4 separate regions of the Mus musculus genome follow, and regions 1, 2 and 4 are each linked to region 3. Evidence: chromatin contacts called from public promoter capture Hi-C data. All regions are on one chromosome and are shown on one strand. The core of a region is the stretch at or near the end of the contact, and the rest is flanking DNA. Distances in the headings are between cores, read along the strand shown.

Region 1 (7,480 bases), core at 4,337-6,836, 1.8 Mb after region 3:
TCCATCTTGAAACAATTCTTTTTAAAAAGAACCTTTGATATCTTTTTTACAGAGGAACAAATTAAACCCTCCAAAAGTCATGGCAAGTGTTCTTTTGAAGATAGGCGGTGACTCATCTCTCATTATTGATGTTAATTAATGAAGTCAATTTTTAGACCCTGTGCTTTGGTGTGAACACTGGAAGGAGATCCCTGGCTGGCTCATCTCATCTCTGTGGAAAGAGGGCAGAAGGACCGTAAGAGCCAGAGGTGGTGGATGACTTTAGGGAAACTGTTTCCAGACACAACAGGGCAGGTGCATACATGAGTTTTAGTAGATGTGACCGTGTTCACCACACCTGAGCAAGTGCGACACAAATCCCCCCAAAGGCTGTGGGCACAAAGTCCCACTCCACTCAGGAGCTAGTCACAAACCATAGCTCCTGGGAGAAGGAAAATCAATTTTCTTCAATGAAGTGACACTGGGTGTATGCATACCTCAGGGCAGCCTTCATGAGGTTTTGTGAGTAGGGAGGTGGAAAGGATTTGGGAGGACTCGGGAAAAATGAGAGAATATGATCAAAATATATGAAATTCTCAAGGAATAAGTAAGAACATTATTTTTAAAAAAAAGAGGAAAAGAAAATGTGTGTTCTCTTTGCGCTGTGATTTTTGCCCCCATTTACAAGCTCCTGGGTGTATTTCATTATATTAAGGGAAGGATGGACCACAGGGATGATGAAATGTCTGAAGGAAGCGTTTTGTATTTTTAAAACTCTGAATGCATATAGTTAAAACAGAGACTCAGCACAACAGTGTCGCGTCAGCTCTCGACCAGCAAGAACGACACGACCACCAGTCCTTCTAACAGCAGTTTATTCAGTCTTCATCTTTCTTCTTGTTTATATCTCCCCCGAACCCTGGGCCTCTCACTCTTATATACTCTCAGTTCCCATCCACCCACAGCAGGCCACGCCACCTCACCAGGCACGCAGCTTCAGCTAATCAGGGCAGCAGGGGCATATCTCCATCAAAATGGATTCACCAGTATCCTGGTGCACCTGTGCAGCTCTCATGATGTTTGTGGCTTATATTCAGGTGTATGAGGAAGTCAGGTGCAAGCCATAAGACTTAGCTGCAGTCCCTGGTGCCTTTGGTACTGCCGCCACACCCGCTCCTCACACAACAGAACCTTAGCAAAGTTGATGCCAAGTCACTGCACTGTGAATCATTAAAGCTCTGAGCAGAATTCTAACTATTTCTTTTTTAAAAACGGAACATCTTCTAACACCAGCTTTATCTGTTATTCTGGTCCCCAAAGCCCTTTCTGTAGAACAGCAGGTAGATCAAGATGGCCACACCCAGGAAGACAGAGAAACCACGCCTCCAGCCCTTCCAGTAGAATTTCCGCCATCCCCACAGCCCAGCTAGCAACCTGGTGCGCCTCTGCATGCGCTCAGCCACTATCTCTGCCACCTTGGCTACTTGGTCCTGGGGGTCAGCGCACCGCGTGTCCTGCACCAGCTCATACACCTCATTGGAGTAGTGCGCGCCCCCGTGCTCCCTCACCAAGCACGCAACCATGCCCAGCAGCTGCTCAGCCTGAGCCTCGCGCTCGCTGCCTGTGGCGCGGTTGTTGAGGGCGCACACGCGGCCCCCGCACTCGGCCACCAGGTCCCGCAGCGCGCGGTTGTCCGTGCAGTGCACATAATCCTGCAGGGAGTCTCCAGCCAGGTCCTCTTGGCGCGTGAACACCACGACAGTGCGCGCCATCACCTGCTTCCCGAATAACCGCTTCACCGCGGCCAGCGCCTGGCTGTCCTGCATGGTGAAGCGACCCAGCTGGGTGACCAGCAGCAGCGCGTGCGGCCCAGGGGCCGACAGCACAAAGCAGCGGGCTGTCTCCACGCACCCAGGGTCGGTCCGCGGGATCTCGGAGCTGAAGATATCCGGGGTGTCCACCACCTCCACCTGCCAGCCGGCCCACATTCTGCTGGCCAAAGTGCAACTTCTGGTGACAGGCACCGCCCCCAGCCTGGACAGGAAGCACTTCTGACCCAGGATGCTGTTGCCAGTGGCACTCTTGCCGGTCCCAGTCCTGCCCACTAGGATGAGCCTCAGCTGGGGCATCTGCGGGGCCCTGGAGTCCTCTGAGCCTGAGGATCAGATGTGGCAGCATTGAGTCAGAGACACAGGCTTTCCTCTGGGAAAGACTTGTATTCAAGCCTTCAGCATACAAGGGAAGGACCCACATTGCCTGTTCTCCTTGGAAGCCTGGTGCTCCCATCTGCTTTGGGTTCTCTGAGCTCAGGTTCTTCCCCGTCTCTCCTTTCTGCATTTGGATTCTCTGTGCACCTGCAGATGCTCCTGCTGACGTTTCACAAAATATTCCTTTATAACTCCTGGGTTCACCAGGGTCTCTGGTCCTGAACACAGGCCGACCTGATGCTGAATTGAGACACCAGGGTTCCTTCCCCCGCCCCCAACCCCCACTCTGAGATGCGGACCATCAAGCACAGGGGAGCCCCTCAATCCTAGACAATTGGGGTTGGCTGCAGCCTACCACGTGTTCCCTGTGTAAACGCAGGAAGTGCTCAGTCTAGGACACAACTCAAAGCTTTGACACATGGGGCTTTCTCAAGGTTGTTCGAGAGTTAGAGAAGAGAATTCATCTTCTTCCCTCTTTCTCCTCGCTTGTCTCAAGCCAGCTCCCTCCTCGTGGTTAATATTTTATTACCTTTTATTTACTTAGGGGGCAAACAGCCATGTCCTGTGGAGGCTAAAGGTCGGCTTTCAGGAGTCCGTTCCCTCCCTCCACCATGTGGGCTCAGAAGCTGAAATCAGCTCATCAGGTTTGGCAGCCTTTACCCACCCAGTTATCTCCCTGACTCCAAATACTGATACCCAGTTAATTCCCCATCCTCCTAACACTGGGGACCTGATGAGTGAAGCTCACTCTAGGACTGGATTTCCCATCCCGTGTCATTTTTGTGGAAACCAGAGTAGGTTTATCCCTTCATGCTGTGGGAACCAGTGACAGGCTGGTCAAAGCTCTGAGCTCCCAGGTGGGCCCAGTATGTGTGGGTGGGTGTGGTGGTGGTTCGAAGGGAGTGCAGGGGAGGGGCTGCTGTTTCATCCCAGCAGCTTGCAGACCTGAGGAAGCTCCACCCCTTTCTTCCCTTTCTTACTCTGAGCTCACACAGAAGCCAGGTTGCATTTCCCCAGAAAGGCTCTTACCATAGGCGTCTTCCTCATCTCTTGCCATCTTCCTTCCTCCCATGCTTCTTAGAAGGCTCTCGGTTTTGGTTTTCTCATTTGTGTGCTCATTCCTGCAGCTGAGCAAAACCCAACCACAGAGTCAGGCAAATTCTAAAGAATACAAAGCAAGGCTTTTGTCTGCAAGGAGCCGAGCATTTAGGCGTGCGCTTCCGTTTACAGGCACTTCGGGGGCACCTTTTGTCCACCATAGTAAGTTCTTCTATTCCTTCTTAGAGATAGCATCTGGATTTTGAAGAATAACATCTAGGGGGACCAGAAAGATGGTTGCAATGCTAGCTTGACAACCTGAGCTTTCTCTCCTGACCTCAGGAAAGGTGGAGTGAACCAACGCCACAAAGTTGTCTTATGAGTCTCCAAGCCCTTTGCTCTAAACTTTCCCCTTCTACTACCTATGTTCTGGTTGTAACATTATCTGGTACAGCCAAGCACTTCCGGGTCACTTAAGCCTAATTCCAGGAGTCCCTAAGCGCAAAGCAGTGCCCCCCCCTCCCCCCCCAGTCTGCTACTCCAACCTCTTATTCAGCTAACAGGTCTCAGCCAGTGACTGCCCAGAAATCAGATTCAACCTCTCCCTGGCCTTTCTCTGGTGATAGCTTTGGTTCCACATTCCTGTCTGAGTGCTTATCTGCATCTCTCCACCATTTCATGCTCCATCTCTTTGTCTCCACTATGGGTGACATGTTCCCTCCCTCTCTTCCTCCTGTGGGCACAACACCAGAGAAGGGTAATGTTAACTCAATAGCCTATCTCCCACAGAAGGGCTTTGCAAACCAGATGGGCTAATACCCCTTCCATCTCCCAAAGCCTTTAGTCAAACACTCTGTGGGATTCCATGTCTCTGTCCTGTGTGCAGAAATCAGCAAATGCCCACAAATGACACAGATCAGAACTGAAGAAACAGCCGTAAGAGCGGGGGCAATGAGCAAGGTAAGAGCGAGAGCAATGAGCAAGGCTTCTGCAGGAGCTGGAGGAGCTCTTCCTGGGGGAAAATGAGGAGGAGGCACAGGGACTCCATGGAAGCCCAGGGCAGGACGCTGGGGCTTCCAGAGTTCAGAGTGGAGGCTGGGCTTCCTTTGATAGTTTCTAAGAGAAAGGCAAACACCGAGTGAAATCTCGGGCGATAAATGTTTCTATTATCTGGGAACATAAAGCACATGCAGTTCTATATGCTCAAGAGAGCCCGGGATAGTCCAGGTCCTTGCCTACAAGCTTGATGGGGTTTTGGTTTTTGTTTTTTGGGGCTTTTTTGTTTGTTTGTTTGGTTGGTTTGGTTTGGTTTTTGTTTGGTTGGTTGGTTGGTTTTGGTTTTTGGTTTTTTTGTTTGTTTGTTTTGTTTTTTTGAAGTATTTAGGTGTTCCCCTCAACATCACACTTCTTGGATCTATCCTCAGTTGTTCTGATACAACAAGTAGTATCTTTCTCACAAGCTTAATCTGCATCCAGAATTTGAAGAACATTATTTCTTAAACCCTTCCTTGTAGACGCGGAGAAACAGAGGTATCCCTGCAGTTGGAGTGGGACAAACTCCAGGAAGACAAGTGAGGACTAATTCCATTCCTCTCAAGTTTGCTAGAGCCCCTCCGACTGGCAAGGAGAAGAAGAGACTTCTGAGAGACAGACGTGGCCCATGAGGAGTAGCCATGAAAGCATGGTTTATAAGGACACAGAAGGATCGTTTGCCTTTGCTGAATGTGCTTTTTTTTTCTATAGAAAGAAACATTTAATGAAATTTCTTTCAAAATTCATCACTTTACTCTTTAACTTGTTTTTTGGCCAAAGTACACAGTCCTGGAAGGTACTAGGTAAAGACATGTTTTTTCAAGACCTTTTAAGTTTCTTTGATACACCAGACATCACCAGCTAAAGATACCATGCAAATCAGAAAACTCTATTTTTTTTTTTTTTTTTTTTTTGAGGAATGGACTGTGCTTTGCTCCTGGGAGGAGATCTAGAGTACATTTCCCTTACTGTACGAAAAGAGTGAGGGAAGAGATAAGCTTTGTTCATCAAAGATGTGTGAACTCCTAAGACTTCCTCCAAACTTGTCGATTCGAAGCCCAGGCCATCCTAACGCATCCGGAAGCCCCCCTTGCCTGTGATGCACGCTCGCTCGGAGTGCTCCTGCATAGTGCTTTGTACAATGCAGGTGTATAGGTACCAGACACTTTGGTCTCACAGCCCAGCTTCCTCTCCACCCCAGCTCACAGCCTCAGGCTCACCTTTCTTGCTGACAGTCCCTGAAGTGACCCAGAGAAGCCCCGGCCTCGCCTTCCCTTCGCTTGTGAGTGCAGAAGTCTCTCCTTGCCCAGGGCTGAGCATAGAGGAAGTCGCTAGGCTGCCTGGGTCTTAGAGATCAGGAAACTGAGAGAAAGGCCGGATGATGATGGCTTAAAGAGACAGAAACATTTTCCATGTAGTTGTGGTCTTAGCATTCCTCTATGAAATCACGCACTCTATCTTCTCTGTGACTAAAGGCTGTTTGTCCAGAAGGGTTAGTAGAATCAAACATGTCAACAGAGCCTTCCTTGGCTGACTCTATTCTAGAATTGGCTACAGGTAATCTTCCGTGTGTGTGTGTGTGTGTGTGTGTGTGTTTTGTGGTGGTGGTGGTAGTGGTGGTGGTTGTTGTTGTTTGTTTGTTGTTTTATTTTTATTATTTTTGTTTCCATTTTTCTCTTTAAGGATTTCTCTTACTACAAAATAGCCTCCAATTGAGATTGGAGGATGACAAATTGAAGCCCATTCTAGGCTACTAATCTTTTTAAGACCCCCACTTCAAAACAAAACAAACACCAAAGGCTCAGGGTTTAGCTTATTGATAGAGCATTTGCCTAGAATCATTTGCCTAGCATATACAAAGTCCTAGGGTCTATCCAGTACCAAAGAAAACAAAAAAGAAAAATTTACAAAGAATAGAATATCTAATATCACTAAGACTGATATTGGCTATTAGTGATTAATCTTTAAATTAGTGCATGCATATTTTGTTCATTCCTATTTTACTAAATAAAGGCTTTGATTGGAAATGTGAGTTACTTTAAAAATGTCTTTTAATGGTTGAAGTAATTGCATGATTTTTCTTTTGATCTATTAATATTGTAAACTATGTTTCTATGTAAGTATATTTATGTAAGTGTTTGTATACTTGCACGCACATGTGTATGTGTGTCTGTGTAAAAGGGTTGGGTTCCAAGGCATATGGACTATTGAGGTGGAGATATCTGGTGCTGAAAGAAGCTATGAGGGAGTAGCCTTGGGATTTACACCTGAGAGAGGAAGGAAAGAAGACGGTATTGGATAAGGATAAGATTGAGTCAGTCACAACAAATGCTGACTCCACAGGGAATTCTACAGTTTGCGTAGACCTTGAGATGGAAGGTGACGAGACTGCATTTCACAGTTCTATCAGCCAGTTATTGGATGTAAACTTCCACTGGAGAAAACACTTAACCTAGAGGCATCGCTCTTCAGCAGATGCCAACCTCCGGGCAAGGGTGATAGTCAGACAGTGGGTACTGCCAGTTGGCTGCACTCCTGGTCAGCTGGAGGGAGAGGCTGTGCTGCTGCTGCATGTTGGCATGCTGATAGAATCTCTCTTGCTTCATTATCTGAGCCATTTGAAGAGATGTGTCAATATGGTTTTACATATGTCCCCCCAAAGCAGGCATGTCCAACTCTAGGGAGATGGAGGCAGGAGGATCGTAAGTTTAAGGCTCTGTTTCAAAATAACTGAAAGTGGGCCTGAGGATACAACATGTGGGAAGCCCTAGGTTCAATCCTCACTAGAGAGGGTGGGAATCTCCTCAAGAAAGCTTCTTCTTAGCCTACCCTCTCCACTCTTGCCTTTGCAACACCAACCTTAGAAGGAACATCTCCCCACTGCCCTACTTACCACCACACGTGTGACCATAGAAGTCACCAGATACAGGACCAAAGTGAGGAAGAAGGAACAGGCTCCAGCTAACATGAACGAGCAGGGCTTACTGCAAATATCTGGATGCACAATAATTCATTTTACTCTTGCAGTTTGAAGAAATTGTGGGAAATGCTTCAGACCACAGACATATTAAGAAATCGTTGACAACTCTTTGTGGTTTCTTGCATAGCCCTTGTTTGCAAAGTGCTTCTGCTTAATCAAAGATTCTGTGATGACAGCAATGTTCCCAGGGCTCCCAAGGCTATGAACTTTTGCATTGTGGTTGGAGTGATGGGGAGACTAAGCT
Region 2 (7,453 bases), core at 3,258-5,757, 2.0 Mb after region 3:
TACCACACCTACTTCCAAAAGAAAAAACAAAAAATCAAAAAATGACCTGAAGCAACTCATAGTAAATACTGGGGACATTAAGGCGTTAACACCAGAGGATGGAACGGTTCTCTTCCCACTGGTGTTTAGTTGAGGACTCAAAGGGTAGATGGGGCTGCTATTGCTATTTTTCCAGGGTACAGGGCAGTCTGAGTTGACCCTTAGAAAAACCAGCTGGGGCTGGGGGCCAACTAGCTCAAAGCCAGGTCCCCCGAATTCTAAAATGGGTTCCCTGGATACCTAGGGGAAAGTCCATTCCTAAACAGAGCCCAGATCACTGTCTCCTCTATCCCTCTGGGATCTTTACCTGTTCCTCTAGCAGCATCAGTGTAGGTACCCCACCCGGACCACTGACACCCTGTTGCCAAGGATATCCAGGCCTGTCTTCCTAGGCCTACGGCCCCTCTCAGGCATCATGCTTCTTCTGGTGCATCAAGAGTCGGTCCTCGTCATCAAAGGTCTGGCCACAGATGGCACAACAGAAGGCGCCATCCCGGATGTGGCTCTTCCGGTGTGTGATAAGATTGGACTTCTGACTGAAGCTACGATCACAGTCGGGGCAGGCGTAGGGCCGCTCGCCTGTGTGGATGCGCCGGTGGGACACCAGGTTGGACTTCTGACTGAAAGCTTTGCCACAGTCGGGACACACATAGGGTTTCTCGCCTGTGTGGATGCGTCGGTGCGCAGCCAGGTAGGGCTTGTGGCGGAAAGCCTTGCCGCAGTCCGGGCACACGAAGGGCCTCTCTGGTGCATGGTCTCGCCGGTGGGCTGCCAGGTGGCTGCCCTGTGAGAAACGGCGACCACACTCCTCGCAGGCGAAGGGACGTTCGCCGGAGTGCACGCGTGAGTGCGCCACCAGGTGCGTCTTCTTGCCGAAGTTCTTGCCACACTCTGTGCAGGCGAAGGGCCTCTCCCCTGTGTGCTGCCTCTGGTGTAGCCGCAGGAAGCGCTCCAGCCGGAAGCTGCGGCCGCAGTCGGAGCAGCTATGCAGGAGCGCAGGTGCCTCAGCTGGGGTCCGCGGGGACCCCAGGGGCACCCCAAGTGCAGGTTGTGCCATAGGCTCTGCTGCAATCTGGTGACTCTCGGGGTGTGGGGCAGCCTGCGCTGAGACCTCCAAGCGCTTGTGGATTTTGCTGTGCGACAACAGGTTGGGTTTGTGGCGGAAGCGGCGGCCACACTCGGTGCATGGGTAGGGCTTCTCGCCGGTATGTATGCGCCGGTGCGAGGTCAGGTAGGGCTTGTTGGTGAAACGCTTCCCGCACTCTGGGCACTGGTGTGGTCGCTCACCAGTGTGCACGCGGCGGTGGGCGATCAGATTGGGCTTGTGGCGGAAACGCTTGCCGCAGCAGGCACACTGGAAGGGGCGGTCCACAGCGTCTCCACCAGGCCTGGGAGCTGCGGGACGTCCTCGTGGGCGAGGACCCAGGGCTTTGGCTGCTGCCTCCTCCAAGGCCTCAGCCACGTGCACCCGCTTGTGAACAACCAGTTGGTCCCATTGGGCAAAGCTCCGGCCACAGTTGCCGCATATGAAGGGCCGGGCCTCAGGGACAGGGGGCTGGCACCTTCGCAGATGAGCTCGAAGCTGTTTTTGTCGCCAGAAGCGTCTGTCGCATTCAGGGCAAGTGATGGGCCGCTTTGAAGCTGAGTGAGCCCGCAGATGCAGAACCAGGGCTACCCATCCTCGGAAGCTATGCCCACATAGGTGGCAGATGAAACCCAGGTCGGGGACTGCAGAAGCATGAACCTGAAGATGCAGCGCTAAGAAGGGGGCGTGGCGAAAGCGCTGGTTGCATTCATGGCAGGGCAGAGGCAGCCGGGCCTGGCACCGCCGAGCATGAAGCCACAGGGCCACCCAGCCCGGGAAGCGCTTCCGACAGTGGGCACAACGATGGACCTTGCCTGGGGTTTGGCCTCTTGGCTGAGCTGATTTGCCCTGGTACCTCAACCCTCTGTCGGGCTGGGAGGACTCCTGGGAGGGCCCAGAAAAGAGCCAGGGCTGAGCTGGGCCCATGGCCGTGGGGCCCCTGCAGCGCTGTTCCAGCATCGGTTCTTCCTCTGCTGAGGGTGGAAAAGCACAATCACCGCAGGAACACTGTTGTCAATCCCCAGGCCAGTGTGTGCTCCCAGTTTCTCCCTTCCCACCCCATGGAAGAAGAACGCCTCCCTCTAGGAACTGCCCTCACGGTTCTATCTTAGGGAATAGCTTTGTATCTTTATTGCCCTGGAAACTTCTAGAAGGGAGACATGTTGGTATTCCTTGGGATTCTCCCATAGTATCTACCTTGTGTCAGGAGGTCTTACAGAAAATATTCTTGAATATTCCTACTGTACCCTACATATCGCAACCCCCCTATTGCCTTTCCCTGTGGCAAGCACTTTCTTCTACCACACCAGAGCTCCCTAATTGGCACATGAAGCAAGTGTGGGGCATAAAACAGTGGTAGGACTTGCCTGAGGTGATACTGTAAACGATGAGCAAACCAAAGGTGGGGGGGGGGGGCAGGACGGGATGGGGGGAGGTTTGGGGCGGACACACAAGACAGGATCTTGTCAACACCCAGGCCACTGTGTGCTCCGCATTAACACCTAGGTGTGTGGAGATCTCCTCAAAAACCATCTGACTAAAACCTTGAGGAAGGTACTTCCAGCCTCCCCAGCTCAGCTCTAAGCCTGGAGAGCAAGTGAAAACAGCCTTTCTTCAGACCTGGGAGGTGGGCAAGGTGCCTCTACTAGCACAGACTAACACCAGGCCACCACCTGTCCAGACTACCCACAGTCTGCCTGCCAGCCCTTCTCCACCCACACCCAAGCAATTGCAACTGGGACATTGGGGGGAGGGGGGAGAGGCAAGCACTTCTCAATCCAAGGAACACCCACAGTCTGCTGCCCCTCCCCTGGAGTGAGGGAGAACCCTGGCTCAGCATCTCTTAAGGGGGCTAGGGATTACTGGGGTAAAGAAAGGGGTGGGAAGAAGAGATCATAATCTCTGTCCCTTGCCTGGTCCTGCCCAAACCGGGCCAAGGACTGCCCCACTTCAGCTATACCCCACAGGGGAACCCAGATTCCTGAGAGCCTCCTACACAGAGTCAGTTCAGGGGTGGCAGTAAGACTTCCCAGGGACCTTTTCATGTCTGTTCGTGGCCTCTGTCCGGGCAAAACCTCCTGAATTCCTTTACAGCCTGCTCTCTTTTGGGGGACTACAGACATGACTCAACCCCACCAACCCCCAACTCCCACCCCCGCCTGAACCCAGGGAAGACTCCATGATAGGAGAATGGATTCCTTCCCCAGTACATCCCTGTCCTGCAAGTATAGGAGACATGAGCGCTGGAGTTATGGGTTGGTTTGAGGGCACAAGAAAGGCCAAACTCTACCCTGAAGACTGAAGAGCTGGGGGTGAGGCTTTTTCCAGCTCCTTCTGGGGATGTTCCTGGGGAGACTTCGGCTGCTTCGGCCCACACTTCGGTAGCCCCCGGATGACAGAGAAAACTGTAGCAATAAAGACATCCCTATCCCCATGGCAGAGCTCAGACCTCTAACTGCTGAGAGGTCAGCCTTACCTGGGGAAGGGAGAGAAAAGAACGAGTGTGAGGCTCTGCGCTAAGCCAGGGCAGGTTTGTGTCATCACCCAGTCTCTCCCAGATTCAAGGCTACAGAGTTCAGCCTTGAACTCCATACCCAGCCTGGTCGAATGACCTAGCGGACACTGAACTAAATAAAGCATGAGCATGACCCTTTACTGAGGAAGCACAGTGCTGCCTTTGGAGGCCACCTCCTAGCCTGGTAGGGCCCCAGAAGAATAGCCTCCTCCATCTGTTGCAAGGCTCTTTCTCAGTGGCCAAAGGGCTGCCTAGGCAGTAACTCTGGAATCCCTATTGCCTCCCCTTCCCCCACTCTCCGCGCAACATAAATTCCAGGCCTGTCTCCCGAGGGTCTACGCAGGGAGCGCCAGAGTGCCCAGGACTCTCCAGAATTTCCTTGGTCATCTAGGGCAGCCCCGGGTGGCAGCAGGCCCACACACTCCCCCTTTGTATAGATGCGTGTCCTCCGTCCACATTTGCTGGCTCGCTGGACCGGTTCGGACCAGCCAGTGGGCCATCTCGGGTCCCACGCACAGCGCAGCCCGCGGAGCCTGTGCGCAGGTGCGCTCGCCCCGCGCCTCAACACTCCCCCCCCCCTTTCATATTCCGCGCGCGCGCGCGAACCCCACAGCCGCACACACTCACGGTCACGCGCCCCACAGGTGGAGCTGCCCTCGCACGCCCTCGGTGGCCCCTGCGCCCTTACTCGACCCATACCTCTCCCGCGTGCCCTCCAGGGACGCAGCGCCCATCCATAGAGCACCAGGCCGGCCTCTGCGGCCGGTTCCCCGCCCCGCAGCGGCGACAGCGGCAGGTTCGAGTTCACAACTGCCAGGCCCGTCCCCAACCTCCCCCCACGCGCTGGGTTCCCAGCTCCACGTGACTACAGGAGCTGCGGAGGGTCAGTCTCGGCTAGGCGGCCGCGGCCTGGGGGCGGGGCGGGCCAGGTCACCCCGCTGCACTGCCGCTCCGGCACAAGGCCAGGGAGGGCCCCCGGCTCCATCGCCATGGCAGCCACCAGCTCCGGTTTGGCCACCGGCCCGAGCTTCAGTTTCCTAACCCTCTGCCCAGAAAAGGATGCTCGCCCCTGGGCCACCTTGTGGCCAGGCTGTGGTCACTGTGTTTGGTCCACCCTTACTGTCTTTTTCAAAACTCAGAGCCAGAGAGAACTAGACAGGGCACCAACGGTTCTCCTGGCGTCGAGCCTGGGGCTTTGCCCAGTCCGCTCTAGCTTAGGGCTGGAACACAGCACCACGGCAACAGAGCGCATCTGGATGAAGAATGAATGGCCCGCAACTGTGAATTCTGCAAGGCCCTCTATTCCCACAACTAAGATCCGGAGTGGCCTAAGCTCTAGAGATGCAGGCCGGGCCCAGGTGGCTGTTGGCACAAATGGGTCGTTTACCCTTGGAAACGCACAGCAGCCAGTGTGGCGTCTGCGGAGGCAGGTGCAAGCCTGTGGCCATGACTCACCACCCACTAGCAGGTGGCCTTGGCTTTCCAAAAGAACCCCATCTTGGAACTTCCAGACCAGTGCAATTTCGTGTCCTTTCATGCTTTCAACAGAGACAAGCTTTGAATTGTACAATTATTTTAAAAAAAAACACTTTTAAAATCTCTCCCAAGGGCCATCTAGCCCTCTCATATATTAGCCTCCTAAAGCCAATTACATTCGGTGTTTGACATACTCGAGTGTTCTGAATAGTATTTTATATTGGGGAAGCCTGGGTTATCCCTTGCAACTGTACATGCTGGCTCTTCACTTAAGATATTGTAAGTTTTCTCCCATTTCGTTGTTCTCTTATATATTATATTAAAACATATATATATATATATATATATATATATATATATATATATAGTTTAATGGCTGTATAAATATGCAAATCGATTACATATTTTTCCTATGTCCTTATAGATTAATGTCTCATTACCCATGTCCAGGTTCAAACTTTTGGAGGTAGAAACAGATGGTCAAAGACAAGATTCATCAGTTATCCCTGAGAAATGACCATTTTTTTCCATTTCCTTGACAACATGGGCTATTTTCCCAAATTTAATTAAAATGACTGTTTGCTTCAATTTTTGCTTCTTGGGTTGCTGGTTTCCTGACTTGTTTGTTTTGTGTGATTTTTTTTTTAAACCAGTTTATGCTATGACTACTGAGAATTTATCTTTGCCTGACTTTCTATTTGCTCACTTTCAAGGCTGGGAAGTTGGGATGGTTGTTTGGGTTTCATGCTTAAAGATGTTCATTTGTCATATGTGTGGAAAATATTTTCCCCAAAAGATTGTTCTTTGGGGGTGTAGGGGTGGGAGGCAAGGTCTCACTGTGCAGACCCCACTGGCCTCATACCCAAACCCGGTGGCCTGTCTGCCAAGTGCTGGGATCACAGGCATGCCCACCTCACTTAGCAACGCTAATTTCTGAAGTGATAAAATTTTGGCTTTATGTGCTAAAACCTGCCCATCCTTTTCTTTCTGGTGTGCACCTTTCTGTTTGTGTTTGGAGAGTGATCTTGCCCAGGCCACGCTACTCTTTATGATGATAGTTTCACTGCAGACGGTGGATTTTAACACTTCACGGTTTCAGTATTCCCTACGATGATTCTGTCTTGTTTTGATTTTCAAATTCCTTGTCTAGAACTGCTCCTCTGTTTTTCCACATGAACTTTAGAACGTGTCAATATTATGAAACCCTGTTTGTGTTTGGAGAGAGTGGAGATGTGCATCTCTGCACTATGTGGGTCATACTTCTCCTCTTACTGTGGAGTCCTTAATAAGTGGGAAGTACAGCTGAGATTATAGAGATTCCCTCACCACAAATATAGAAGGGGCATCGGCAGAGCATGTGTCCAGCACAACAGTGTGTTGCAGAAGAGCATGCAGTAAGACCCACTGGTTTCACCTGCATGTTTTATAGGGATGCTTAAACCCTCAGGAAGACTTGATTTTTATGTCCAGTGTGGTGATAAACTCTTCAAATACACAACTCATTTCATCCCCTCAATATCCCTATGAAACAAACTCTCTGCTCCTCATTTTACAAATGACATTCTGAGCCTGGGAGATGTTCAGAGGCTTGCCAGGGGCCACACAGCTGCATGGTGGGTGGGTGATGAGAACACAGCAGCACTACCCAGCCTCACCCTTAACCACTGCAGTTTTATGTGTGGGCAGTGCTAGTTTATGTATACCACAAATATTTAATCAAAATGAAACATCTTCTATTCTGTAGGCACTGAGTCTTCTCATGACCTATGCTGGCTTCCCAGAATGAGAGAAAATGGTGAGAGGCTTTTAACTGTAGTATATCGTCACTGGAAATAAAAGTCCTGGTTAATGATTTCTGAGTGGCTGGCTGGCTGTTGAAAAGCTAGAATTGAGGTGTTGTGGGAGAAGATGGGAGAATTCACTGTAGTAGATTTCCTGTAATGTTGCATATTAACTGCTGCCTCTGACAACATGTGTGAGGCCGATCGAAGGACCCTCAGAGCTGTTCTGAGAGAGAATGCAATAGGCAAATCCCACACAGACCTGGGTAAAGGACAAGCCACTGGCTGTAAAATCCTACATAACCCTGCCTCCTTGGCTCTCCCAGCTGGTGAACAAAAGAAAACAGTGGGAGAGACCAGAGCGGGAACCTTCCCATACAAAGATTGCTGCTGGGGCCGAGGACAATTAAGGAGTAGATGCAGAAAGGCACTCTGTCCTTCCTGGCCTGTTACGAGACAGAAGATGCCCACCACTGAGGATAGCAACGGTGCTGAGGACAGCTTGAAGCCCTGGGAGGCCGGAGACAGTACCAAAGCAAACCATCATCAAGCTTTGCT
Region 3 (6,803 bases), core at 781-3,280:
AACCATCTCTGGCTGTACTAGAAGCTCAGCAAATGAAAAGCCTAGCTCAGAGAAGGTGGCTTGGGGCAGCTCTGGCAGGAATGCCTAGGTAATGCTGCTGCACTTCAATCTAAAGCATCCGATCCACTTATTCCCTGTACGTGAAGAACATCCTAATAGTGATTTGTTCATAGTTTTTTTAAAAAAATACGCAATCCACTATATTGAAAAGAGAGGCATTTGCTTTAAAACAATTACAACTCTTACCAGCCACTCTCCTTCCCAAAGGATAAGAATAGATAGAGCAATGGCTTTGAGATAGGGTTGGGATGCCGAGTCTTTTAAATTCAGACTCCATTTTAGAGAACCTGACCTAAGTTTGAACTCAGGTAAACTAACAGGCTGGTACCTAGCATTAGTTTCCAAGTTGCCCCCCAAAAGAAACCCAAGCCAAAACCAAACACTCCCCTCCCCCACATACACACATAAAACACAAACAAGAGCAACTCACAGCCAACTCGTTTATAAACGAAAAATGGTATCTTCTGTTCCACAAAGAAACGATATTGAGAGAACAATGACTTCAGTAAGAACTACTTTTTCTTTGGAGAAATAAGGAAGGCAGTATCAGGACTTGATTTAAGGACATATTGAATGTCTACAGATTTGCTACATCAGGTCTTTAAAAACTTTAAGAGTTTGATAAATAAGCCTATATACAAATAACTTAAAATAAACCTACATAAGGACTAAGTCTAAATGCTGAACGAGTACCCCCAAAAGCTAGGACAGTTTAATAACAATGAAAATACATCAGACCTCCTTATCTATGGTTCCCATATCCATGTCTTCAGAAATCAGCAGATCACATCACATACTATGTAGTTAGGCTTACAATATTCTCACCAATACAGAATGACTAGCGTTTTTGTCATTTTCCCTAAGTGACACCATACAGCACTGCATTTGGCAGTATAAGTTATAATCTAGAAATTATTTAAATATTGGGGAGATTGTGTAGATTATATACAAATATTACATCATTTCATGTGAAGGACTTAAACACCCATGGAATTCTGTATGGGTTCTGGGGATTGTTCTGGAATCAACTATCCCTGGGAATACCTAACAACTATACTCACACAAACTGACATCTTTGAGCAGATAGGACCAGTGGCTGGAAAGAGATCTATTGAGACTTTAGACCAGCCTTCTAACATCTCATGTTAATCTGATGGCGGAAGGAAAAGTGGTAGAATATAAACAAGCTCAACCAGAATATGTGAGTTCATACTGAGAAGGGCCCGGCACACACCAGGCATCTATAAACACACGATAAACTATGTCAAGGCTAGACAGAACATAGGGAATGGACCGACATTCATCTGAATTTGGGAGAGGGGAGTAATGAAGAAAACGTCCAGTGGCAGAATTTAAAGTGTCTGTGAGTTCGTTTTGAAGTACACCAGGAAAGTATGCTAAGGAGACTTCCATTTCCAATATGGTCAGAAGGGATGCCAAGTCTAGCGGATTCCCGGGAATCCTCTACTCAGGCGAATCCTGCTTCTCCCTTAAAGCTTGCCTGCACACCCTCCTCGTTTTCTACAAACACTAGGGGAAGAAAACAGGGACTCTGGGTAAGATGTGATCCTGTCTGCCACTTGTGCGTACCTTCCCCAGCTTTGAGGCTCTCACTGGGAGAGCAGGAAGATGGTTTAACAGAGTAAAGGTCACCAGCAGGCGTCCACTGCGAGGCCAGTGCAGTTGCGCCAGCCAGGAAGCCTTGACCAAGCCTGGGTAAAGGTCGCCAGCACACCGGCCGGCAGTCTCAGCACTCCCCGTGGGCGGAGGCCGAAGGAGTCCTAGGGCCGGGCGTTACCTGAGCCGAGCCACACCCGGATCCCAAGGGAGCATCGGCCCCGCTACTTGCCCTCGCCATCTCGCAGGCCAGAGGGTGACGTCACGCACGTCCACGCCTTACGTCCTAAGGCCTGTCGTAAGTGTCGGGCAAACGAGGCCTCTGAAGGAAGGGCGCCCTCTGGGCACATCCTACCATGCTAGCTCGCATGCGCGCGCACAAACCTGTCCTGGAGCCAATGAGGTGCGGTTACGTCACGGCGCAGCAGACGGCGCTACCGCACGTCGGGCCGCGGACGGGCGGAACAAGTGTGGTTGCACCGACACCGGTACATAGGCGCGGGCCGGCGTGTCCTTGGGCTAGAGCGCGGGACGTCTGTCTTCGAGTCCGAACGTTCGTGGTGTTGACCAGCCCGGAACGGTGAGCGCGCGACGGGGATGCGGACCGGGAACGGGGCGAGGAGGCCGGGGCAGGCCTAACCTACAAAGCCATGCAGAACTGTGGCACGGCTGGAGGCGGCGTGGGTGTAGGACCGGGGCCCGGAGTTCTAGAAGGAACTCGCCCGCCGCCCCTTCTGAGAGCAGAAGCTGCTGTTCCTTCAGGACTGGGCCAGTTCTTTTCCTGATTAAGCATCTGGGAGGGTGGGTTTGTAAAGTCGTAGTCACCCCTGGGATCTCAACGTGAGAGTGAGACGGTTCCTTCCCCAGTCCTCCCTCGCCTTCCCGTGCCGGACTAAAGCAAGAGAGAAGAGACTTAACCTCCTAATGAGACCGGAGCAGGCGGAAGCACTTAGGATCACCCCCAGCCTCCCTTATCTTTGGAAGTGACTTTAATCGGCAGCACTGACAGCAGTTTAGCATTCTGAAATGTTAAGAGTTGTAGTGGTTTTGCTTTAATGAGTCCGGTTTCATATTTGTGACTTTTTGACCTTGCCTTCTTCGGAAACTGGGGTTTGAGCTGTGGGTTTCCATTTCCCTTGGCATGGACCTGTCTTGAGCACAGACTTGCTTTAAAGGAGAGTCTCCTAGGTGATGTATTTGCTATTGAAGAATATTGCAAGTGGACTGAGTTAGCACCCTGCCTGGTGTTAAGAGGACATAAGAATAGCGGTTTGAATGGTCATTGGGATCCGTAGTACGTTTTACTGTTGGATCTTTTCCCTTTTAGAATTAAAAATGGGTGATGTTGAAAAAGGCAAGAAGATTTTTGTTCAGAAGTGTGCCCAGTGCCACACTGTGGAAAAGGGAGGCAAGCATAAGACTGGACCAAATCTCCACGGTCTGTTCGGGCGGAAGACAGGCCAGGCTGCTGGATTCTCTTACACAGATGCCAACAAGAACAAAGGTAACGGGGGGAGCTGCTGTCAGCCACAGCACAGGTTGCTTGGGTTAACCAGTGCAGAATTACCAGGTGTGTAAAACACTTAACCTCTGCATCTCTTTCTGTTTAGGCATCACCTGGGGAGAGGATACCCTGATGGAGTATTTGGAGAATCCCAAAAAGTACATCCCTGGAACAAAAATGATCTTCGCTGGAATTAAGAAGAAGGGAGAAAGGGCAGACCTAATAGCTTATCTTAAAAAGGCTACTAATGAGTAATTCCACTGCCTTATTTATTACAAAACAAATGTCTCATGGCTTTTAATGTACACCATAATTTAATTCACACACCAAATTCAGATCATGAATGGCTAGCAATGTTTTTGTTGGACAGTCCTGATTTAAGTAAAACTGACTTGTCATAAAGTGGGTACGGTCTTTATTAAAGCAACAGTTCCAGTTGTATACATGCTACCACGGCTCTCCCTTTCTCAAGATAAGATTGGACTTAATTAGCAATGTTTTACTTTCCATAAATAGGGGCATGTCACCTCAAACCTACTAAATGGTTTTATACTTAGATTTATATAACTGGGCATATGAATATGCTTAAACACTGGGAAAATTCTATCACTGTCTCAGAAACAAGAAGACTCAAATGTGTTTCAGTTTGTGTTCACTGGCCTCTTTCAGGTCATGGCTAACCACCAGGAGGCAACTGTCTATTCTTGACAGTGCAGTTTTAATTAGAATTCCCTACATCAAGGATGTTGCCTTTTACTATTGAAAGGCATTTACTGTGGTTTATGTATGATATCAAATAAAGAGTATTTAACACTTCTTTATAGTTGATCTGCAAATTAAAATGCTTTTAGAAACAAGCAAGTTAGGCCTTTTAAATTCTCTATTTTCTAAGACTAAGTTGTAAATCAGAATTGTCCTTAAATACCCACTCAGAAACACACATAACTGGAATTCGATTAGGAATGGCACTCTTTGCTAACTTACTAGATGGAAAGATGGAAATAAAGGAAATAGTTTGTATCAGCAGAAAGAAGATAATTAAAACAACCACAGATCGTGATCCTTTGATTGTGCTTTGTTTAATGACAGTTAACATATCTTTAGTTGTTTAAATGTTCCCTGGTATAAAGCCATGGTCTAGTGAAGGTACTAGGTGCTCTTACCTTGATATCTCGGGCAACTCCGACTACAGCCACGCTTTACCCTTCGTTCTTTGGCCAGAATGAGATCTATAAAGGTGAATAATTATGTATTAGCTGAGTGGTCCTAAATTTTATAGAGAATGGCAGGGAAATGAGTGATAGTGGTGTCTTTGTGGGGGTGAAAAGGCTGGAGAAAGACCTCATCGTGACTTCAGACGTGTAGAAGATGATTAACTGGGCCTCAGGTCAGAGGCAGCACTTTGTGACAAATCTTACTTTATACAAGAAATTGAGGACAATCTGGAAACAAGTTTGGAAAGTTTTCTGTAATTTGGAGTTTTGGGCTGATGGGTAGGAATTTTTTTTTTGTTGTTTTGGACCTATTTTGTATGTATGGGTGTTTTCTCTGCATGTATATCTGTGCACTACACTTGAAGGCCAACCCAGGGTGTTGGATTCCTTGGGACTGGTGTTACAGCGGGATCTGCAGTGGGCGCAGTCCAGGCTGAGTCCTCTGGAAGAACAGCCAGTGCTCTTGAGTCCTCTCCAGCCCTGATAAGCTTTTTACTTTGTAGGTCCTTCAGAGATAGCTTTGTAATAACACTTGATGAGTCCCAAGTTTTTGTAACAACTTTCCAGGGCACATTTTAACTAATGTGTAAAGAAATAAAGCCCTGGAATTGCCGGGTGGTGTTGGCATACACCTTTAATCCCAGCACTTGGGAGGCAGAGGCAGGTGGATTTCTGAGTTCAAGGCCAGCCTGGTCTATAGAGTGAGTTCCAGGACAGCCTGGGCTACACAGAGAAACCCTGTCTCAAAAAAACAAAAAATAAAAATAAAGCCCTGGACTTGTTTTCTTATATTCTGGAAATGATAGAAAAAAAAAGTCATAATAAGCCGTTGAGATGAATATATAGACATTTGGCTTAAGATTTTATAACATTGGGCTTTCAATATAAATTCAAAGGGGCCTCGTTAGTGCAGCAGGTTGTGTGAGTCCTATAGTTTATAAACTCAGATTCTGTAACCCAGAAGTGGTGAAGCCATGATGACTTATTTCCTGACAGGCAACCTTTTCTGGGAGCCCAAGTAAAGGGTCCCTACTGATGACCAAACTTAGAGTTGTTATTTCTGTATCTATACCTAATACATCATCTAAGGCCTGTGTTACACAGATGGAACCTCCTGTGTTCTAAGGCTAGACTCAAGTAAGATACCCAGTGATGGAGAAGGTAAACCTGTGAGATGCAGAAAGGGGACAGTCTCTGTACACTGATTTTACAAGTCAGGAAGTGGGACCACTCTAGCTGATCTGCTTGCTCTTAGTTGCTTTGTAGGTGGCTAGTTCAGTGATACCATAAAGGAAAATCAGATGAATTTCTTCTCAGTTCCACCTGCATTCAGAATGCTTAGAAAAGCTCTACCCCATAGTCCTTCCTGTAATGGATCTTTTAGACATACTTGTCCATTACCCTGGTGTGGCTTTCAAACCCATGAAGTACATGTGGGTTGATGAAGTAGCTAATGGCTGCTGTATTTATGGCATTGACCTAGAACTAGTACCAGCCAGTTTAAGCACTTGCCTTCTGAGAATCTAGAATTAATGCACATAAAATTCTGATGCCTTTCTGAACACTGATTTAGACAATCCCTTTGATTTTACCATGCTTCATCTGTTGAGTTTAAGTTGTCTTTTTTAGGTGGGCAGGGGCACCATCTGTCTTCCGTTACACTTACATATTCATTTTAACCACTGAAGATTGCTAAATAAAGGACATGTCGGAGTACACACTCGCTGTCCAGGAAAACGGTCCTTAACAGACTTTTTACAGCTACATAGTCTTAGATGACATCATGTTAGTCAAATTCAGAAGTAAGCTGAAACCAATTCATTTCTAGGGATATCTCTTCCAGCTTCCTATTGTTAAAATATTTTGAAAGCCAAAGAATAGGCCCTGGATGAGAGCTGCGTAAATCATCCAGGTGAACTCATGCTTACTAGCATGTGAGTACACCCAGAACTCCTGTTTCCTGATGAAGCGTTGAAGCATTACTGAAGTACACACTGACCCTTGGCTGCATTCGTTAGTTTAGTAAAACATCAAGTATTAAGTTTAGAATTAATAATTGGGTTCTACATTATTTTGTTTGGGAATCTACTGTGCTTGAAAAACTGTCCTAAACTCTTACTCACAGAAAACTTAGGTTTACTATATACCTGTATTCTCAGAGAATTAACACAGTGGCTCATTGGCACTCTCCTGTCTTATCAATATAGCATACAGCTTATCATTCATAAGGACGACACATGACCAATGTGTAATGGCACTGAGTTCTTAGAAGTAGGCTGACTTCAATTGTTAGAATTTTGTTTTTTGGGTTTTTTTTTTTTTTTAAGATTTATTTTTTATTTATGAGTACACTGCAGCTGTCTTCAGACACACACCAGAAGAGGGCATCAGATCCCATTACAGATGGT
Region 4 (7,626 bases), core at 1,974-4,473, 1.5 Mb after region 3:
TCTCCCCCCCCCCCCCCCCAGTTACATCTGAGAGATTCTGCCTTACAACTCTGTCCATCTTTCTTAATCTTCCTGTCTCCAAATACTTCCTAAGAATGCTCCTCCACTTGACTGATGGTGGTGGCATATATCTTTAATCTCAGTACTCGAGAGGCCAAAGTAGGAGGACCTCTGAGTTCAAGACCAGCCTGGTCTGGTAATAAGAAGCAAGTTCCAGGACAGCCATGGCTAAAAAGAAAAACTCTGTCTCAGTAAAAAGAAAGAAAGAAAGAAAGAAAGAAAGAGAGAGAGAGAGAGAGAGAGAGGCCATTTCCTCCACTCTATCATATTGCACTAGGTTTGTTTTCGACCCATTTGTATTTTCAAGGCCTTGTCTAGGCATCCCCAGCTGTTCTTACCTGCCTTTTCTTTGACCAACTACTAACAGAGTGCCTATTCCCCTGTAGAAATGGTGCCACCATCTGCTGGATGCTGCTGGGCACACACTATTTTTTCCTGCTCTGAACCACATTCAATCCAATTAGAAAATGACCCCTCTTCCTTCTTCTGAGAGCCGTGAACTCACAGGGGAAGGACGACATATACTTCACTTTTACCTTCCCAATACTTCAGTGTTTGGGGAACACCTAGGCAGATGGGCCTGGGCTACATTAGCTGAACAAGGTAGACTAACGAAGCTAGAAAGCAGAGTCCTTCTGTTGGTTTCTGCTTTAAGTTTCTGCCGTGGATTCCTGACATGGCTTCTCTTAATGAAAGCCTATAACCTATAAGCTAAAAAAACAAAACACCATTCCTAAACTGCTTCCATCGTGGTTGTTACCACAGCAACAGGAAGCAAACTAGGACAAAAAACACTGTCCAGAACTTTTTGGAAATTATGGAAACTTATATGGCTGTTGAGTATGGTAGAAGTCAGCCACATGTGGAAATCAGGTGTCTGGAAGTGGCGAGTGTAGCTGAAGAACTGGGTTTCAGAGTCTGCTCACATTCGAATGGAGAGAAAGCTGAGCAGGTAAGAGACTTGCTGCTCTAGTAGAGGACCCAAGTTTGGCAGCCATATTTGGTGACTCATGTGCATATACTCACACAGAAACATACACATTCATATCATTTAAAATTGTTTGTTTGTTTGTTTGTTTTTGGAGACAGGGTTTTTCTGTGTAGCCCTGGCTGGCCTGGACTCACTCTGTAGACCAGGATGACCTCAAACTCAGAAATCTGCCTGCCTATACCACCCAAGAAGCTGGGATTAAAGATGTCCCACCACACCCACCTAATTCAAAATGATTTTAAGGGCTTGAGAGTTGACTCAGAGGTTAATAGCATGGGCTCAATTCCCAACAACTACACGGCAGCTCACAGCGCCCTTGAACTCCATTTCTAGGAAGACGACATGCTTTCCTCTGACTTTTGTGGACACTAGACATACACATGAAATAAAAAATAAAAATAAACCTCCAAATCTTTTAAATAATTTTTAAAGCCTTTCACTAGCTAGAGGCTATCACATAGGTGCTACTCTAGAACAGACTCCTAGTGTCTTCTGGCTTGTTTCATGTTATTAATTTTCCTTGTCACAAAAGACACGAATTAGAAATTATCTGGGCTCGACAGAGCTAAGTATTTGCTCCCAAATATTTTACTCTGAGAAACCATAAAAATCACTCTTGGGAATTCTAGAAAGTGGGCTTCCTCTGCAGCCTCTGTGTGTCACTCTCTAGGTAAAGGTTCACAACAAAGGAGAGCATCCTACCATCTTCACAAGGTAGTGGACCATAGCGTGTAAGTGTCGGGTGGAAGTCCCACTCCCAATCACAAAGTAGTCTGTGTATCTCATTTCTGGAGGAACCTGGATCACACAAATGTCTCTTGCATTTTCTTGCCTCAGAAGTGAAACCAGCATATCGATGTCAAACTTGGCACCAATGTGATCTGAAAATGCAGAAACGCTTGTGTCAGATGGCTGAGGAGAATACAGACCTACATTTGTCTACAGAAGCAGACTGACACGAAGTCTCCTGGAGACAGTGGAACTGCTCCCCCTACAAGTGTATTTATATCTAAAATGCTTTGGTGAACACTAGGCAGGAGGATCCCAGGTTCAATGTTAGGCTGAGCAACTCAGAAAGACAAGGTCTAAAGATTTTTTATTTTTAAACTAAAAGACTGAAGGTGTGCTTCAGTGGTGGCATGTACGTGGCCCTGGGTCCAACCCCTAATACCATCTCCATTCAAGACAAACTAAACCAACCAACCAAAAACCAGCTTAAAACTGAACCCGGACAACAGTTCCCTAAAGCACTGCTCAGCTTTCCTAGGTAGAAGGTTCAGATTACGGACACTGGATACTGCGATTACCAAACGGAAGCAGAAGCAAATGTCTTTCTATTTACTAGTACTGAAAGGAACAACACTCCACAAATGCAGAGATGCTACACAACAACCAGCGGCATGATTTGAGGGAGAGGACAATATCCTAGGGCACACGTTAAATCGAATCGCAGATTAAAAAGGTTACTTAACTATACTGTATGGTAGGCGGGTTCTCAAGACAATACCTGGTCCACAGCCTTCAACAGATATGAAGAAACGAGGCTGCTAGGACTAGTGCTACTAAGACCAACCAGTCCACCTGCTACGACCCTGGGCAGATCGTGAGACGGGGTGGATCCTGGGCTGTGAAGCCAAGAGCCGGATGTTGCCCGCTCTATGACTGGAATTTTGACGACAACACGCTACCTTAGCCTCCCTCTAGGACTCTCGGGTACGCAAAGCAAAGTTGGTGCCGACCACCTCCCAAATCCCTTCCAGCTCTGCGTCTGCGCGAATGGCTATTTCTCTTGCCCCCGAAGCGCACAGGAAAGCCCAGGGCCGCCTGGGTCAGGCCGGGCCACCAGGTGTCCTGCCCGCGTACCTGCGGGTCCGGGCTGCAGGCGAGCGTCGCCAGCGGTCCGCTCCTCGGGCTGAGGCCCATGGTGCAGGCCGCGCGTTAGGCTCGGGGTCAGGCAGGTCGCGGGCCTCGCGGGAAGCCATCGCTCTGCCAGCCGCGGAAGCCAGGGAACCGAAGCCATTGCGGGGCCGGCTCTCTGGAAGACCGCCCTGCGCCACAGCAGCGGCCATAAACGCCGCGCGGGCGACCAGCCCGGACCCATAGCTCTCGCCGCGACTTCTCTGGGGGGAGGTGGTGGAGCTTCCGGGCGGCTCCGGGATTCTACGTCACGAAGTGGGCGGGTCTGTAACCGGAAACGGTGATTTAGACGGATTGCCTGGGGAGTAGTTTAAGGAATGAGGAGGACCGTGTGGATGGTGGTGGCTTACGCTTTTACTTTCCGCACTTGGTAGGCCGAGGCAGATCTCTGAATTCAAGGCCAGCCTATTCTACAAAGTGAGTTCCAGGACACCCAGGGATACACAGACAAACCTTGTCTCTCTTTTTTAAAAAAAAGAAAGGAAAGGAAGGAAAAGGAAAAAAAAAAGTGAGCCCAGATAATCTTTATGGGGCTGGAGAAGATGGCTCTATGGTTAAGAGCACTATCTGCTCTTTCAGAGGTCCTGAGAATTGATTCCCAGCAACCACATGGTGGCTCACAACCACCTATAATAGGATCTGATGCCCTCTTCTGTCTTGTAGGCATACATAAATAAATACATCTTAAAAGGAATTAAAGGGTTCCTACCTCTCTCTCTCTCTTTCCTCTTCTTCTTTCTCCTTTCCTTTTCTCCTTCCCTCCCACTTTCTCCAGCCCCTTCAAACCCTCTCTAGCTCTCTCCTTTCTGTTTTTCCTCTCCCCCAAATATGCAGAAATTAACCCTGTCAGATAGGAATTAAGTATTTTTAGCCATTTCCCACTGTCCAAAAAACAAAAAAGCAAACAAACAAAAAACCCTAAATTCAAGAACTAGAAAGATGGCTGAGCAGTCAAAAGTACAGACTGAATTTAATTTCAATGGTATTAAATGCCCTCTTCAGATGAAGTGCACAAACATATTGTACAGACATATAAGTAGGCAAAACACCTGAACACATAAAATTAAAAACACAAAACAAAAATGAATCATACAAAAAAGAAGAAAAAAGTTTGAATGGCGGCATCAGGTATGGTTGATTGCTTTCAAATGAAAGATATGGGTCATTAAATGAAAATCTCAGTGCTGGGTTTGGGATACTATCATCCCTACATTATTGGTCAGGGCAGCTATGGGCCCACCTAAAAACAAGTGAGGCTATTTTGGTTGTCTCCCACAACTAGATGGTAAGACCATACATATTGGTGAAGACAACACTCCTTGTTTTCAAGCTGAAACTAATCTAAAACCTTCTTACCTGCTGCCCAGCTTTCATGGAGTCAGGAGGTGGCATGCAGGTCACTGGGGGAGAAAAGCCATCAGTGGACTTACCCTGAGTGATAATTCCAATGCCAGGCCAGATGCGCCCACTGAGTCAATAGTGCATGAGTTATGGGGTTAGCCAGCCAACCACCTTCTGATTAGATCTGAGCCCTGCCTCACAGGAGGGAATCCATGCCTAGCACTGTAACTCCGGTCAAAACAAAAAACCATGAACACCTATGCGCATAAAGATAGCACTAATTAAACTCAGTGGGCTATACAGAGAAAGGACATGAAGGAGGTGTTATAGCTTGCTAAAAGACCCTCACCCACAAAGAGCACAGAGACCACCATCGTTGCAAAACACATGTGGGATTTACTTATCCAACATGTTGGGGAACCCCCTCTCAGCACACAGGCTGGAGGAGAGATCCAGAACAAAGAAAGAACACACTTTTTATACTTTTGTAAGGGCCAGATATAGGGCACCAGGGTAGTTTGGCTTTTTTTTTTTTTTTTTTTTGCATTTAAAAATGTAGACTTTAATAAGTGTACAGGTCAGCTAGTGGGGCAGTTGACCAAGATACATAATGCAGGAGATACAAGTGACCACCTGGAGTTTCTATACTTCATTCTGCTTACAGAATATTTATTAAGGTTGTTTAATATATAACTTTTCATTTGACATTGTGGAAGTCCTTTATTGCAAAGCGAATCCTTCTGTCTGGTGATAAGCAGCAGCCACGACGATCACTCTGGACCCCCACGCTGGATAAACTCCATTTCCTTTTGAAATATAGGTTTCCTTCTGTATTTCTGAGGTAATGATTTTGTAATTTTTGCAGTGTCTGGTGGCCCCTGGTGCATTAGTAAATCGGGGGACGTACTTCCTTTAGAATGCTGCGAAATGACAGAGGAATGGGAGGGGAGTGCAGCAGACCCCAAAGCTTCTGAGGCACTGAGTTTAGGTTTGTCTCTTCTGTTAGGAAACTTTATTAATGGAGCATGTGGATTCACTACCTGCATGACCCTGGTGGCAGAAGCCATCTTGCTGCCCATCATGACCCCTGAGCTGTTTGACTTATTTTAATTGGTGTAGCCAATAACCTTTTTTAGACATTGGTTGGTTTGTGTAGGGTGACTCTTTATTTTGTCTGTCCTTGTGTTTTTAGTGTGAGTCGGGGCAGGGGAATTGCTACTCTTGTTTTTGACCGTTAAAACTATGATTCTATATTTGTTTAGTCAGCCAACTTTTTTATCTGGCTCTGTACTTGGCCTGCTAGTACAGTTTGGAAAGTTCTTTTGAAGGGGGAAGGTACAGGGTAGTCTTGAATTTATCTTGGATATTACAGAGGGAGGGGTGTTCAGGAAAGTGAAGGGGGAGATGTGGGAGTAGATACAATCAAGATACATTATATACATGAAATCCCACAAAGAACATCTACTATTCTGGATTCAAGTGGGACAAAGACAGTAAAGGCCTGATAGAGGACTGTTCTTGGGTCAGTCCATCACCTACAACCCTTGCATGAAGTTTCCACCAGTGGGCAGCAGTGTAGAGATCACCTCAGTAAGAACACTGGAGTGACCAGGGTCATATACTTAGGGGACAAGCTGAAGCAAGAGCCAAGTATCTGAGAAAAAAAGCTTCCTGAGCAGCCCCAGATACATAGTGGGACACCACCAAACACATAGTAAGGATCCCCCAGGTATTTGATACTATTAATCCTTTAAAGGAAAAAAAGGAACACCAAGCATTAATGTTGGGAGATATTTTATCAAATTCAAAATATTCACCAGGAGTGATGGTGCATGGCTCTAGTCCCACACTTGGGAGGCAGAGGTAGGTGGATTTCTGTGAGTTCAAGACAACCTGGTCTACATAGTAAGTTTAAGGTCAACCAAGGTTACATGTTAAAACCCTGTCACAAAATAAATAAGTGCAGAAGTAGCATATGTACCTGTGTGACCTACTCCAAAGACTTACAAATATTTACAATTGTTCTGTTACATAAGAAAAGGAAATGATTACAGATGAGGTTATCTTCTCTATCTTTGAGTTCCCGTCCCTTCTTCTTCAGTTCCATTTCCCCGTGGGTATGAAGTTGGTCTTTCTTGCCATGTTTGCCATCTGTCCTGCATTTCTACATGATCATCCCAGAGGTGTATTCTCACTTGTATTTGTTGTCAAGAATTATCTGCAAATGCTATAGAACTTTATGTGATCACAAGGAAATCAATATAGTTTACATTGCCAGCTGTAGAAACAGGCTCTGACAAATGGCATCATTAAGCAATTTCATTGTACAAATGTCAGACATAAACTAAGTTAAAACATTAGCAGGCAATACAGAGAAACCCTGTCTCAAAAACAAAACAAAACAAAACAAAACAAAACAAACAAACAAAAAAACCCATTACCAGGCATTGTAATCTTCTGAGACCAACATGCAGACCTCACTTTATCCCCATAGTCTCATAGAGAGCATTTACATGGTTTCCACGACAACTTGAACTTCTGATATCACATTGTCCGTTGTGTTATTTGTGTTCCTGCTTCATTCATCCTAGACTGTAAACATGTAGCAGTCAGGGAATGCATATCATGTTCCCTTTTGCATAAACAATATCACCTGTAAGACTTGCTCAGTAACATTCTCATTGGTCAGAGAACTATTCTGTAGAGCTTGACTATATAGTATTCTGCTATGAATTGGCTTCATGGGGAAGATATTTTGAGAATTCTGGAATTTTGGTTTCTTTAAGAAGCACAGAAATATTATAAGAAAGTGTTTTCATTTTAATCCCAGAAGGTATAGGGCTGTGAGGCTGCTTCAGACTGCCCGCAACAGCTGACCATGCTTTGCCTTGAGCTCTAGTGAAGGCATGGTTTTGCCATGGTTTTGTTCTGCGACTGTGTGATGTTTGGAACTTGAACTTCAGGGTACATAAATGCTAGTGCCCTGAGAGGCAGTGTGGGTGGGTGGTTGTTGGTCATTGGGGGGAGGGTTGGTTTATTAATAGTCATGTCAAAGAAGAAACAAAAAAGAAATTAGATTCACAGCTCTCTAGATCTCTCCCTGGTCCTTCTTTCTCTCCTATCTAGTGATAGGGGATGAAACTGGGGTTGGGGGATAAAGGGTGGGAAAAAGAACAACCCAAAAGGTAGCAAAGACTGACTACAAGCAACTCAGAAACAAGAAGAAATAAATTAGATTCAAAAATCTCTATTTCTCTCTCCCCTCTGTCCTTCTTTCTCTCCTATCTACTGATAGGGGGTCAAACAGTGGGATAAAT

Evidence for each region. Promoter capture Hi-C pulls out the DNA fragments that hold promoters and counts their contacts. Capture Hi-C pulls out chosen DNA fragments and counts their contacts.
Region 1: a promoter capture Hi-C map of pre-B cells shows a contact between it and region 3, with 6 times the contacts expected there. The contact joins the promoter of Gimap1 here to the promoter of 5430402O13Rik in region 3. A contact is called at or near these places in 2 of 39 promoter capture datasets (liver and pre-B cells).
Region 2: a contact with region 3 is called in a promoter capture Hi-C map of pre-B cells, with 3 times the contacts expected there. The contact joins the promoter of Repin1 here to the promoter of 5430402O13Rik in region 3. A contact is called at or near these places in 5 of 39 promoter capture datasets (the 3T3-L1 cell line, hippocampal neurons, liver and 1 more) and 2 of 115 datasets of contacts at active chromatin or transcription factors (astrocytes and extraembryonic endoderm stem cells).
Region 4: a contact with region 3 is called in a promoter capture Hi-C map of adipose tissue, with 2.5 times the contacts expected there. The contact joins the promoter of Malsu1 here to the promoter of 5430402O13Rik in region 3. A contact is called at or near these places in 7 of 39 promoter capture datasets (3T3-L1-derived adipocytes, embryonic stem cells, hippocampal neurons and 3 more), 1 of 115 datasets of contacts at active chromatin or transcription factors (astrocytes) and 1 of 9 other capture datasets (adipose tissue).

What each region holds. Positions count from the first base shown.
Region 1 is chr6:48,737,153-48,744,632 of GRCm38.p6, reverse strand. Gimap1 (GTPase, IMAP family member 1) reads right to left here and starts at 5,586. Exons shown (of 3, transcript NM_008376.3): 1 at 5,477-5,586; 2 at 3,216-3,313; 3 at 838-2,134. The coding sequence starts at 3,258. The coding sequence ends at 1,275.
Region 2 is chr6:48,590,937-48,598,389 of GRCm38.p6, reverse strand. It overlaps Repin1 (replication initiator 1), which reads right to left and starts at 4,507. Exons shown (of 3, transcript NM_001079901.1): 1 at 4,338-4,507; 2 at 3,414-3,599; 3 at 1-2,097. The coding sequence starts at 3,558. The coding sequence ends at 446.
Region 3 is chr6:50,561,870-50,568,672 of GRCm38.p6, reverse strand. It overlaps 5430402O13Rik (RIKEN cDNA 5430402O13 gene), which reads right to left and starts at 2,030. Exons shown (of 3, transcript NR_027892.1): 1 at 1,651-2,030. Cycs (cytochrome c, somatic) reads left to right here and starts at 2,104. Exons shown (of 3, transcript NM_007808.5): 1 at 2,104-2,257; 2 at 3,005-3,181; 3 at 3,288-6,110. The coding sequence starts at 3,013. The coding sequence ends at 3,436.
Region 4 is chr6:49,069,392-49,077,017 of GRCm38.p6, reverse strand. Malsu1 (mitochondrial assembly of ribosomal large subunit 1) reads right to left here and starts at 3,223. Exons shown (of 4, transcript NM_029353.1): 1 at 2,915-3,223; 2 at 1,754-1,932. The coding sequence starts at 3,152. It also overlaps the pseudogene Gm19253.